Regions from separate parts of the Mus musculus genome. Here region 2 is linked to region 1. A link is a contact called in public Micro-C data. All regions are on one chromosome and are shown on one strand. Each heading gives the region's core, a stretch centred on a gene start, on an enhancer-like site or on the middle of the called end of the contact. The rest is flanking DNA. Distances are from core to core; before and after follow the strand shown. Region 1 overlaps Uggt2 (UDP-glucose glycoprotein glucosyltransferase 2). Region 2 holds the start of Uggt2 (UDP-glucose glycoprotein glucosyltransferase 2).

Region 1 (7,078 bases), core at 1,436-3,935:
TGGAGAGACAGATGACAAGAAGGTGTTGTCGCAGCTGGGTGCACAGTGGGTTCTTGCATCATCTTATTTATCCTGACCCCTGCCTAGTGTGCAAAACCTGAGAGCCACCCATGGACTGTATATCACACCACATCCTAATGCTGGCCCTCTGTGCACTGCACTAGTGTCCACTAAACCATGACACATTGTCCCCTCCACTTACTTTCCCATTGCTGATAATCCCAGGCTCGCCAGGTCGCAATTTAAGAACATCTTGACAGAATAACTGGTGAGTCCGGAAAATATTTACTCCAACGGTATTATATTTTTTCTCAAAAGCATTCTTATCCATCTCCTGAGGTTAAAATGAATCAAAAGATGAAGTGATAGAATACAATTCATTTATGTAATTAAGTTCTACTTTATTAATATTAATAAAATTATGCAAATTATGTTTATAATATTATTTTCTTCTGAAGGAATATTTTAAAGAAATGATACTCTTTTGCCAAATCATTCACAAAGCCTTTAAATCTTTTCCCACAAATATATGGTCATAAATTATTCATTATTTGACCATTTAAGGGGAATTTGTAGATTATTAAAATGTTTGTAAACATCAGTTTAAATAAAATTTAATATTAAGGAAATGAAATGTTCATTAAATTCTGAACTCAGAATCTCACATTAGATGCTCTTGAAAAATAGTGTTTAAGATAAAACGCGCCATCTCCCCTCAGTGCAGCAATTACAAAAGGGCGACGCAGTAACTGTATTTAAACAGTGGCCCTTGGTCAGAGTGAACAACTATAAGGATATTCTAGAAAGTCAGGAAGAGCATTTACTCAGCTTCACACTGAGGTCCACTTCTTGCTCTCAGTACTTCCAAACTTTAATATACCTACAATTTGCCTTGCTGTCTTATACCTGAGCACCACCAGGAGGCTTTGGGGTCGGAAGGGTTAGGCAAGCTGCCGTGCATGCTTATGAGGATAGAAATTGTCTACTGCACGTTCAATACGGTAACTATGGCCACACATGGATATTCAGCACTTAAAATACGGCCAGCACGATTGAGAAACAAATTCGAATGTTAAGTATACAATAGCTACAAGGAGCCAGTGGCTGAAGTTGACAGGAGCTCCGGGCTCTCTCAGCTCACTGACACCAATTCCCTCATCGTACAACCACATGTCATTCCCAACTTCTTATACTTATTAACATACTTCCATAACATGCTACTCCTAAGTATATAAATCATAGTTTTGAAATACAAAGCAGACATACACATGTGCACACAGATGATACATGTAATTGTGTACTCACCACAGCAAGGAATGTTTGAACTTTATCCCCAGAATAAATCGCTTCAGCAGTTTCTTCTTCTGCCAGTCTCCTGAGAAAGCTTCTCAAGTGCTTGTTTTTATGTGTAAGGAAAGCTGCCAAAATTCCTCTAGAAATGACTGTGCTCTCTTCATTTATCTTTGATGTGGGATTATAAACAATCCCTAATCGACTATGAAAACTTGTTTCCTGAAAACCACATTGACAGGTTAGACCAGTACTGGATACAGCCTTTTCCAGCTGAGCATTCTTCTTTGTCATCGAGGTCCCTGCACTTACCCACATGCTCTCTAAAGCTTTACATTAAACTCTGTGATGTTGGTTTCTAGTACTTGAAGTTTTGATGCCAGCATAAGCATGGCATATTCACTAAAATTTAATTTCTTATTTGTTGTAATTTTCATGATTATAAACAGACCTAATAGCAAACTATTTAAACAGAAAAATTAATTCTAGTAACTTATATGTTCACAATATGCAAAGTATGACCATATAAATATTTGTTTTCAATGTTTACACTTGGAGCATTTTTGCAATCATGCCCATGAGTAAGGATTGATATAATCCTCTTATACAGCATTCGTTAGTCATAGGATTTCAGGTAACTCCATTTCTAACTATTTAAATAATCAAAAAGCAATTTAAAGATCAGGAAAAAACTATAGGTGTATGATAATGTTATTAAACAAAGATTATCTTTTTTCATTTTTCCTGTGTCCAATATATCCTTTTACAATTCTAAATATTTCCATTACTCAAAACTAGTGCTTTTAAGAAAAATAATTTTGCTCTATTCTACATTCATTTTAATGTGTGTGGGCATGTCCCATGGCGTACAAGTGAGGGTCATAGGACACCCTGCAGGAGTTGGGATTTTGCTTCTACCATGCAGGTCCTGTGGCTGGAACTCAGGTCCTCAGATTTGGCAACATGTGCCCTTACTCACCACATCATCTGGCCTGACTTGTTTATCTTTAAGATTTTAAATTAACTACTGTAAAGATACTTGACTGTTTTAAGCAAAACACACACACACACACACACACACACACACACACACACATATAGGCACACACACACATGCACACACGCACACATGTGTGCACACACATACATGCACACGCACACACACACAGGCACATACACATGCACACATGCAAACATTTTCACACACACATGCATGCACACATGCACACACGCACACATACACACACACACACACACACACACACACACACACACACGGTTTATGTAGCAATGGAATGAAGCACTTGGTTCATTTGTCAATAGGTACTTAAGTGAGCCATCTAAGCAGGCTGGCATTTATTTCCTGTCAGACGGTGCAGCTGAAGGCACAGCTGAGTCACCTCCTCATGAGCGGCTTAGTCCTTATCTGAGATGCTCTTCACACTGAACTTCACAAGGGCAAGGAAAGTCACGGTCATCGTGGTTTCAGTAATTTGCGGTACAGCAATAAATTTACAATTAGCTAATATAAAAATGTCATAAAACATTTTGATGTATTTCTTAATTTTTAAAATATACACATACATACTCACTTAGAAGCACAGACATTCATTTAAAGAATATCCTGAAATACAGAAACCACTGCTAAGAATTGATTTATAATTACTTCTAACAACAACAGAGAAGGTTGATGTAGTTTATAGATGAAGTTCTCTTGAGCATGGTGAGCTGACAAACTGCGTGACAAAGCTGCCATCATGGCTGCTGTTAGTGCAGTGCAGTCTCAGCTCACTGGAGACAGCAGCTTTTACCCTGGGTAGTTACCTGGTTTAAATGGAGTGCGAATTCCTGACGTAGTCTCCTCAGTCTATGTACTGACTGACTGAACACTGACCCTCGACTCAGAAGTTCATACTCACCATGTGCTTCAATGCATTAAAAAGCAGTTTTCTCCCAGACGGCACATCAAAATCAGCAATAATCCACAGAGTGACTGGAGATATTACAGCATCTGAAAATTTCAAATAGTCAAGTAAAATTATTTTTTTTCTAAGATCAAACTAAAAGGAAAAGAAAATTTCCAGTTAAAAACCCCACAAAATAAGTACCCTAAAGATATTTAAAAAAAAAAAAAACTGGCCGGGCGTGGTGGCACACGCCTTTAATCCCAGCACTCGGGAGGCAGAGGCAGGCAGATTTCTGAGTTCGAGGCCAGCCTGGTCTACAAAGTGAGTTCCAGGACAGTCAGGGCTACACAGAGAAACCCTGTCTCAAAAACCAAAAACAAAACCAAACCAAAAAAAAAACCAAAACAAAAACTGTGTTTTATATGCACCTTCTCTGTCTCTCTGTTACTGTTTAAGAATATTAAGTACATTTCATATAAATGCAGACACACATATACACATACAAAAACTCAGCAAAAAAGCAGCAGCAGCAGAGAGGAAGAGGAGGAGGAAGAGGAAGAGGGGTAGGGGAAAGAAGAAGAAGAGGAGGAGGAGGAGGAAGAGAAGGAGGAGGAGGAAGAGGGGTAGGGGGAAGAAGAGGAGGAAGAGGAAGAAGAGGAGGAAGAGGAGGAGGAAGAGGAGGAGGAAGAGGAAGAGGGGTAGGGGAAAGAAGAAGAGGAGGAGGAGGAAGAGAAGGAGGAGGAGGAAGAGGGGTAGGGGGAAGAAGAGGAGGAAGAGGAAGAAGAGGAGGAAGAGGAGGAGGAGGAGGAAGAGGAGGAGGAGGAAGAGGAAGAGGGATGGGGGAAGAAGAGGAGGAAGAAGAAGAGGGATAGGGGGAAGAAGAGGAGGAGGAGGAAGAGGAGGAAGAGGAAGAGGGATAGGAGGAAGAAGAGGAGAAGGAGGAGGAAGAGGAGGAGGAGGAAGAGGAAGAGGGATAGGGGAAAGAAGAGGAGGAGGAAGAGGAAGAGGGATGGGGAAGAAGAGGAGGAGGAAGAGGAAGAGGATAGGGGGAAGAAGAGGAAGAGGGGATGGGTGGAAGAAGAGGAGGAGGAGGAAGAGGAAGAGGGATAGGGGGAAGAAGAGGAGGAGGAGGAAGAGGAGGAGGAGGAAGAGGAAGAGGGATAGGGGGAAGAAGAGGAGAAGGAGGAGGAAGAGGAGGAGGAGCAAGAGGAAGAGGGATAGGGGGAAGAAGAGGAGGAGGAGGAAGAGGAGGAAGAGGAAGAGGGATAGGGGGAAGAAGAGGAGGAGGAGGAAGAGGAAGAGGGATAGGGGGAAGAAGAGGAGGAGGAAGAGGAAGAGGGATAGGGGGAAAAAGAGGAGGAGGAGGAAGAGGAAGAGGGATAGGGGAAGAAGAGGAGGAAGAGGAAAAGGAAGAGGGATAGGAGGAAGAAGAGGAGGAGGAAGAGGAAGAGGGGTAGGGGAAAGAAGAGGAGGAGGAGGATGATCTGGGACCACCGTGAGATATTTTCACCAGGAAAGAAAACTGCCCTATGTCTTTCACGGACCCAGTGTTGTAAACTGCCTTGCATATATGTTTTTCCTGGGGTGGGATATATATTATTCCATGATATTTATTGTTTACCATGTATCTCTAGTGAATACAAATAACAGTGATAGTAATTTCTGTTTATCATCATTTAATCTCTACTAAGGTTTACTACCAATAGTAATTAACTCTATTTATAGAAAATGAAAAACTGGAGCCCTGAGAAGGAAAGCATTTTTAATGTGTGTATGTAGGCACACATCTGTACGTGGGTACATGGACACATGTGTATAACAGCCAGGGGACAACCTCGTGTGTTTCTCAGGTGCAGCCTGTCTCTTTTTTGAGGCACAAACTCTCATTCTGGCATAGAACTCACCAATTAGACGAGGCTGGTTAGCCAGGGAGCCTAAGGGTCTACCTTTCCCCCCTCCACAAGATGAGATACAGCAGTGTCTCTGGGGACACACCTAAGAACCTATGCTTGCTTTTCCAACACGATGGGCTGAGTTCTCCCTAATCTCCATTTTCAATTCTGACGTCACAGTTCAATGATTACAATTCCATCCAGCACCAGTACACAGCACACAAAATAATACTTCTTGGGCTGCCAGTACACCCCACAGAAAAACTGCTCCTTCAGACCAGGTGACTGATTCAAAATAATTATCACAAAAAACAAACAAAAAACTCTGAGGTAATGAAAATTGAGTATATTTGAAACTACAGTTATTACTGTTGTAGCAATATTTATAATGTATAATTTTTACAGTAAAGTAGCTTTAGAAATGAGAAAAACAACGTAATAAAAGGATGGCATTGATTTTACTAACAGCTTCAAGACCCTTCCTCCACGTACCCTGGACTTTCTCTTTAAAGGAGGAAGTTAGGAAACTGATTCTGCCCTACTGTCACTACCACAGCTCGGATTTCAAGTGTTAAATCCTCAGAACTGTATGTTTCTTCCTCATGATAAATACAGACATAAGATTTTTCAGTTAATATTCCTTTAAATTGGGAGATATTTCATCCAATTGCATGCTTTAGGATAAACTGGTATATTAGCCAGAGTCATTCTGAGATATAACTTAGCCTGATCTTTGACTCTTTTGCCTTTATGTGACGCACTTGAGGTCATGGCCTGCCACCACGAGGAGGAAACACACTATTTATTACATGTTGGATTTCTTATAGAAACAAAACCTTTGAACATAAAATTTTGAAATCTATTAGAAAGTAATGCAGAAATATCCAGGTGAATTTGGATTCAATCTACAGAACTTTTAAAAATTATACATCTCCAGTCTGGCTCTAACCTGCTGGGATAGGTGAGCCCCCTCCACCTAGGGAACCCCAGCAAGCCGAGAAACCCTGGGCTCTACCCCACGTGGGCGGGTGGGTGGACTTCTGGTCTGTGCTTACACCAGCAGACATTCAGAGCAGCATGCATGGCACACTGTCCTACAGCTCTGCCTGCATCCCCAGAGGACAGCTCTAACAGGAAACACACAGGAAGCCTACTGGAACCTGAGAGACACAGCTCCACCCGCCTTCCTGGAGGCCTGCTCCAATGCCAGAGACAATGAGATGTCGAAAGGCTAGGGCAAGAACATAATCAACAGTGCCAACACAATATGGCACCATCAGAACCCAGCTCTCCAACTACAGCAAGCCCTGGATATTCTAACACACCTGAAGAGTAAGATATGACCTTAAATCCCATCTAGTGAAGATGATAGAGGCATTTAAAGAGGATAAAAATTATAACTCCCTTAAAGAACTACAGGAAAATGCAGGTGAAGAGGTAGGAGTCCTGAAAGATAAATACAGGAGAATACAACCAAACAGGCAAAGGAAATTAATAAAATGGTCCAAGATCTAAAAATGAAATAGAAGCAATAAAGAAAAGATAAATAGAGGTAAGCTTGGAGATGGAAAAGCTAAGAAAGGGAACAGGAACTCAGATGCTAGCATCACAAACAGAATACAAGAGAGAATCTCAGGCATAGAAGATTCTATAAAAGAAATGATCAAAGAAAGTGTCTAAAGAGCCCCCAAATCAAACATCTAGGAGATATGGGACACTATGAAAAGACTAAACCTAAGAATAAAAGGAACAGAAGAAGAGGGTGAAGATTCCCTGTTCAAAGAGCCAGAAAATATCTTCAACAAAATCATAGATGAAAACTTCCCTAATCTATAGCAAGAGAAGGCCATAAATGTACAAGGAGCCTACAGAAGACCAAATAGATTGGATAAGAGAAGAAAATCCTCCTGTCACATAGTAATCAAAGCACTAAATATACAGAACACAGAAAGAATATTAAAGACTGCAAGGGGAAAGGGCCAAGTAACA
Region 2 (7,078 bases), core at 2,515-5,014, 55 kb after region 1:
CATTAAGGTGAGAAAAAATGAGAATATTAAAGGTAAATAGTAAATATAGGGATCATTTATTGTTCATTAACATAATTAGCTCTATAAATACTATGTAAAAGTCATATATAATAGCCTATTGCTAAAGATACCAAAGACCAGGAGACATGAAGAAATCAAACGGCAGACCGTTTGGGGAGAAAACTCATCAATGGTCTTAACACTTAACGTCTGTGTCTGCACACTGCAATGACGACCAGCCTGGAAAAGGACGCCCATTGTATCAAGAGTGGCATGAATGTGTGAGAGTAATCAACTATTTTCTGATTGGACTTAAGAGTCACTAGACAGGAGGAAACTCATGTTTGGTACTATAAACTTTGCGAAGAACGTCTCAAGGGGGATGTTATAGGTCCTAGGAGAGAACCCATTATTGTTTTGCTAAATGGGCATAATATCAAGCTGCCTTCTAAAATCTTATTTTTACACCCACAGGTTAATGTAGCTCTCAAATCCTCATTAGGAAATCTTTGTGCATCAGAGGGAAATTAATACAACAACTTGAAGCTGGCTAAAGTGTAAAGAGGACTTGTCTGTGAAGTGTTCACCCCTCAAGAGACTATACCATACCATTTCCCTGAAAGCTCAGAGGATATAGAATTAGGTATAGAATTTTCCACTTTGGAGTCATGTTCACACTAACAATTTTTGGGTTTTAAACTACTTGGGAATCAGATGTGGGATACCCAACCTGCACTGGGTAGCTGTAGGTAAAGGTATGATCCATTCATACGACAGCACTTGGTTATACGTATTTTTCTCACTATAGCCCTGCTCTAGACAGTTTTGTAGGTATTCTGGAATTGCCACCGTCCACAGTTGCAGCTGAATGGCTGAATAGACCCAGGAGTCGCCTCCCTACATTAAACAAATGGTAGTGACCTTCCTGGCCTTGGCCATCTCTCCAGATCACATTGATAGTTTCCTAATTTTCATATCCTTTCCAATATAAACAGCCTGAGAAAATTTCCAAATAGCAAAGGGTAGCCTCATTTTCCCATGGCTTATTTCTCTCTTCATCCTGTAGCTTATGCAGCAAAGAGCTACAAGGTGGCATCCTGGATAGTTCTTGAAAATCTCCTCAGGTAACGGACAACTGTCCAAGTTGGTGTTCACAAGTGGCTGAACCTACGTTAGCCGGTATATACGGTCGATATATATCAAGACCCACCCTTTCTCTTGCTTCCAATAAATAACACATCCCTTTTGAATCCTTCCCATAACTACTTTCAATACCCATGTTTTTACCAACATCTTATTCAAGACTATTCATTCTCCAGAAAACAACAGCTAGTTCTACCACACTCACAGAGTCCTCACCAGAATTACCATTATTTTAGTAGCCTCCTCAAGGTGATATAGACCTTTTCTACAGTTCTCAAAATTCTTGTAGCCCAAACTCACAGCTACTTCACAGTTTTGGGTTCTTGTTGCATTGAGATCCTATTTTCGATATCAAAATCTACACGAATTTCCCAGTGCTGTTGTAACAAGTTGCCAAAACTATGGTGGCTTCAAAAACAAAGACATTCTCTTATGACTCTAGATGTCACAGGTCCAAAATCAGTGAATGGATGGTACTTTAGTACTTTTTAAGACTCTAGAAGAGACTGTTCTTGCCTCTGCTCGTTTTATTGGCTTCAGATGCTGTGACTTGAGGCTACTTAACTCCAATCTCTGACTCTAACCTTGCATGACCTTCTTAAGTATTTTTATGTGTCATGACCCTGGACTTGGGGCCCACTAAGTTAATTAAAAATGCCCCAATATTCTCAATTAGGTTTGCAAAAAACTTGACCATTGACAGATTTGGGCGTTAGGATGTGGACATATCTTTGTGGGAGTTGCCATTCAACCTACCACAAAGTAAAGAGGGTGTCAAATTTGGCTCAGACTAGGTTGTCAAAAGCTTTAAGGAACATTCTACAGAAGTGATAATCTGGAATTCATGAAACTAAAACACCAACAATACAGCTAACTGTTAAAACAAACAAACAAAACAAAACAAACAAACAAACAAACAAACCCTGCAGGAGATGGGGAAGAAGAAGTGTAGGAGTCATGGGGGTGAGGCCACCACCACAGCCCACAGAATCAACTAAGCAGGATCATAAGGGCTCACAGAGACTGGAGCAGCAACCACCAAACCCTTGTGGGTCTGCACTAGACTTTTTGCATATATGTTATGGTTGTATAGTCTGGTGTTCTTGCGGGACTCCTAACACTGGGAGAGGAAGTCCCTGACTCTTCTGCCTGCTCTTAGACCCTTTCCTCTTACTGTGTTGCCTCACTCAGCCTTTTGTGGCTAGTGTTACTGTAACTGGCTATGCCATGTTCAGTTGATATCCTGAGAAGCCTGCTATTTTCTGAAGGAAATAGGGTTCTAGGGGAGATGGGAGGTTGGGGAGGGAGGGGAAACTGCAGTCTGGATATATAGTTTAGGAGAGAATAAATACATAATAAAAAAATTGACTGACTGGGACTAAATGTAGGATCCGGTCCATGCACTGCCAGGACGCACTGTAGATAAGAGGAAGCAGATACATTTGAGCTAGAATCTCCTAGTCAATAAACGCTGTGTGCCATCAAGTAAAGGCAAGGCAATATAGTGGTGGATTTTTCCTTTGTTTTGTAGAACCATGGGATGTTGTCTTGTAAATTCATAAAAAACAGTTACAAAACTGCTTATGCTCAATATTAAAGAACTAAATTTGAGACAAAGTTTCCCTTTTGTAACTTCAGACTAGCCACAGACTCATGTAATCCCCAGGGATTACAAAGGTGTATCACCATGAGAAGCAGAGTTGCCATTTCTGCTTGCGGGATTACGATTGTCTGCTTTCTACAAGGTAACTAAACAGAACGGAAAACAAATCCCTTTGGATGAGATATTTGGGGGGGAGGGTGTAACCGAGAAACTGCCTTCTCCACTGTTAATTTTGGATATAAATCAAAATTATACTCCAAAGCACTATCTGCTGACTAGAACTTTGCAGAAGAGCTTGCACTAAAGGCCACATTCTGCCCTCTACATCAACAAGAGCGCAGGAACAGGAATAAACTTGGGACACAGAAGTTTTAAAAATCGTAGGTGCGTGGGAAAGGTGGGGCGAGTGAGTGGCAAGAGTTGTCCAGGGACCATCTAGAGCATTGGTGCTATGGGTGTGGGGGGGCGCGGGGTGGGTGGACGACGAGATGAAACCCTATCTGAGAGCCTCTGATTAGGTCTGAGGGGATGGAGTGTGCGGCTCGGGACGCTAAGGGGGCGCGGGCTCGCTCCAGAGGACTGCAAATCTAAGCGGATGCTGGGGTCAGGCGGGAGAACGCCTCGGATTGCCGTCAGGACTGGGCGGACACTGGATCTGAGGGGACATGGGACTGTGAGCGACCCTGAATCGCGAGGTCTGACAGCATCTTGCGGGAGGGGATGTCTCAGGGATGCCGGGTCCCTCCGCCCGCCGCCACTCCCCGGCCGCGGCGCTAGCCGGGCCTGGGCACCCACCTGGCCTCCAGCAGCAGCGGGGTCTCGGGCCACTTCGCAGTCAAGTGGGCGGTCACCGCCTTGGACGCAGTCGCCGTGCTGGCGCCGAGCAGGGCGAGCCACAGCGCGACGGAGCGCAGGAGCAGCCTCATCCCCTTCGTGGCTCTGGCCCGCACCAAGGCACGCCGAGGGAAGCGCGAGACGCCACGCTACGGTCTGGTCCTCCCGGTGCTCCGCCGTCCACTTCCGGTGGGGGGAGCTGCAGTCCGTTAGTCCGCCGGTCGTGGGCGTGCGCATGCGTGGCCAGCGAGGTCCAGGGGCGCAGTGGGGGGAGCCCCCGGGTGGACATCGGCCCCTTGCCTACGCAGGGCCGCCGCGAGGATTTTCGGAGGGTCCGCCGCCGGGTCTGGGGAACCCAGCCTTCCATGCCAATCTACCGCTAGCTGGAGCTGCCCCAGCCCCGCTGGTCAGGGACCCTGGGTGAGGGCCAGCTTTCCGGTTAGCATCACCTGGGGGGAGCAGGAGCGAGAGTAGGCCTCAAAAATGACGTAAAAAGGCGCAGGCGACTCCTGTGTGCACTGTTGGGAGAGCTGTGATTTATCTATCTATCAGTGGGCTTTCCCTGCTCTCTGGCTGGTTCTGAGGGCTGGACCTCGCTCCCCGCCACTGCCACCCCCACCCCCCAGGATTCAGTGGTCTCCTGCTGCTATCAGAAGTGGCATCTCAGGCCTGCCACTTGCTTTTGGAGTTGGGTGCAGAAGTGTCCTGACTCTCAGCCCCTTGGAAGGCCCAGGTGATTCCTGTGCCCCACAAGACTGAGAGGCGCTGCTTCAAGAGATTACAGCTGAATAGAAAAAGAAAAGTCGGAAAATGATAGCAGTGAAATGTAAGAGAAAAGTGGGGAAAAAGTAGTTCAGGAGGAGCACAGAGCCCTTGCTTCCCATTTGTGTACACCTCTGCTCTGTGGGTACACCCCATCTCTTCCAGCTGCCAACACACACACACACACACACACACACACACACACACACACACACGAGACAGATGAAGAGAGGCAGAGAAAGAGAGAAAGCACTCCATTTACCCTCACGTGTTTAGTTTTCTTTAGAAGATGCTGTTCAAAAATCTGCTCAGGTGAATCTCGACGCCAAAGTGGCACCTTCACTACTGACTTCTCTCCCAGTGACTCTTTTGTCAGCTGTCGTGTCGCTGGATTTTCACTTTAGGACCTGAACGCAGAACTTACTTACTTCCTACTGTAGATGGCACTTTTCTCTGAGGACTCATGCCTCACTCATTTCTGGAACAATTTATGCCGAGGATCAGTAAGTATCGAAAAGGCCTGGGTAGGTCCTGGGTAGGTAGACGGGAAGTTTACCTAAGGGCGCCGAACTTGCTTTCCCGTCATGGAGCCTGAGGAAAAGTATATTGTGAATCCTTAACATGTTTTGTTTTCGTTTTTTCATTTTTGGTTGAGATGTGGGATAGAAGGAAATCAGATGTTGACAGAGCCAGCCTTAAATGGCAGCATGTCTCATACAATGCCAATCTTTACTCAAAAAAAAAAAAAAAAAAAAAAAAAGACTTGCTGTATAAGTCACATGCAATATATTATTAAAGGACATAATAAACTCAAGTTAGAAATAAGTTAATAAGATAATAACTAAAGTTACATACTAAGAATCCTAATTCCTGTTGAATTCAGAGAAGTGGACATGCTACACCATTGGTTTGGAGAGAATGAAATTCACTTAATAGTGACCATTCATTCACACAATTACACACTTTATCTCTTACGGTATTTTCCTAGAACGGAAATGACTTTAGAACATTTTCTCACAGAGACCATCTCTCCAGGGCTGTTTCTTTGCCTGAAGATAAGAGGACACAAGTGGGTGACCTTCACATTTTTTTCTCTATGGAATTGCCTGGTGTAGACAGAAAAACCCAACTGCAAAAACCTAACAAAGCACACGTAAGTCAGCAAAATGGCCAGGGACTCTGAAATCAGTAAATTATAAAATTTGATCAATAAGTTCTAAGAATCAATAACCCCTGGGTTGGCCACGAACTCAACAGATTTTAGAGCTGTAACCATTTGTTAGCATTTCCTATTTCCCTTTTTTTATTTTTTTTTATTTTTTTGGAAAACGAAATCCAAGGTTAGTCACTGCCGAGTACAATGAATGTAAAATTCATGATAGCAGTTTTCATTATATGCGGAAGAAGTGATTAATGAGTTCTTTATAATAAGAAACGTGTTTCATGGAATAAATCATCTGGAATTCTTAAGGTGCAGAGCGGGCGACATTCATTCAGTGAGTATAATGATGCTGTGTGAGAATAACTTTAGATAATAAGAATCTTAATTTTCTGAGCTGAAATGAAGTCTTAAAGTTTAAGTGAAGTTTATAACCTCCTTTTGTTTTTAGATACCCTTTGTCGTAAAATAGACTCTATTGTCATGTTTTAACTGGGACATTTTAAATATGCAAGAGCATCCTGCCCTTTAGTCTCATTGGGAAGTATTCATAACTTAAGGAATTTGTAACATCTCCTTCCTAGGCAAGATTGTGTCAAAATTATAAGCAAATGAATAATGGTTAAGAGTGTCTAAGGATCAGCAAATCCAATTTTATAACTTTCCATGTTTTATTTAAAATAAGTTACTAATGTCCAACTCCATTCTATTTGTTTGTTTTTGAAGTCCCAGGATTGAAACAGAGCTTTGGGTATACTAAGCTGGCATTTTATAACTGAGCTACCCAACCTCTAAGGACATGTCTCAATGCATGTGTGTATGCTTGCATGTGCAGTTCATCATGGGGGCCTTCAAACAGCAGGTAGTGACTGTGAACTGTAAGTTTTAGATTAATTATTTTGACAATGTGAGAACTGGAAACTTGACATTTAACAATTATCTTCTATGCTCTCACACATAGCTAGTGAGGTCAAAGTACTTACTATTGGTGGCAAAATACATGAAATATAAAGCTGGTCATTTTAACCATATAGATTTGTTGCAGGATATCTGATCAGACTGTGAACTGTGATTGTGTTATTTACTAAAAAGAAAAACTGTTTCAGGTTGTGGTATGGCTTAGCCTTAGCATACACCTTTAATCCCTCTGGCTGGAGTACAGACACACCCTCAGTACACACATTAAAAGAAAACAATGAAGGTAAAGTTAGTTTGTAGAAGGAAGCAGACATATTTGAAAGTGATGTCTAATTGAGTGGCAGACACAGTGATGAATCAGAGAAAGATTTGACAGAGTAGGATATACTCAACTCTCAGGAGAAAAAAAAAGAAAAGCTACTTAAGAGAGAGGGGGAGGGGGAGGGGGAGAGGGAGAGGGAGAGGAGAGAAAGGCACTTTACAGAGACAGGTTGAAGAGAGACACAGAAGACAGAACAAGTCAGAGAATGAGAAGGAGCCAGAAAATTGAGCAGATTGCTACAGTTGGTTTGAGGCCAAGCAGAGGAAAAAGTCAGAGGCCAAGAGAAAAGGTAGATTGAATCAGTCAGGTTGGAATGGAATTTGAGCCGGACAGTTGA

Evidence for each region. A called contact is a pair of places that touch in the nucleus more often than the background predicts.
Region 2: a contact with region 1 is called in a Micro-C map of the HL-1 cell line, with 2.7 times the contacts expected there. The contact joins the promoter of Uggt2 here to the enhancer-like site in region 1. A contact is called at or near these places in 6 of 484 Hi-C or Micro-C datasets (the HL-1 cell line, cortical neurons, cumulus cells and 2 more), 1 of 115 datasets of contacts at active chromatin or transcription factors (embryonic stem cells) and 3 of 9 other capture datasets (adipose tissue, liver and pancreatic islet).

What each region holds. Positions count from the first base shown.
Region 1 is chr14:119,041,291-119,048,368 of GRCm38.p6, forward strand. Uggt2 (UDP-glucose glycoprotein glucosyltransferase 2) reads right to left here. Exons shown (of 39, transcript NM_001081252.2): 20 at 3,210-3,301; 21 at 1,306-1,512; 22 at 203-334. Among named protein-coding and RNA genes, the nearest start is that of Gm16835, 54 kb to the right of the region's middle. Within about 2 kb of position 2,686, at least 8 of the 459 cell types and tissues checked have an H3K27ac peak or open chromatin away from gene starts, as enhancers often do. A contact at or near this core is called in the HL-1 cell line, where this site is marked.
Region 2 is chr14:119,095,670-119,102,747 of GRCm38.p6, forward strand. It overlaps Uggt2 (UDP-glucose glycoprotein glucosyltransferase 2), which reads right to left and starts at 3,765. Exons shown (of 39, transcript NM_001081252.2): 1 at 3,542-3,765. The coding sequence starts at 3,672. Gm16835 (predicted gene, 16835) reads left to right here and starts at 3,296. Exons shown (of 7, transcript NR_153786.1): 1 at 3,296-4,406; 2 at 4,619-4,845; 3 at 5,363-5,495.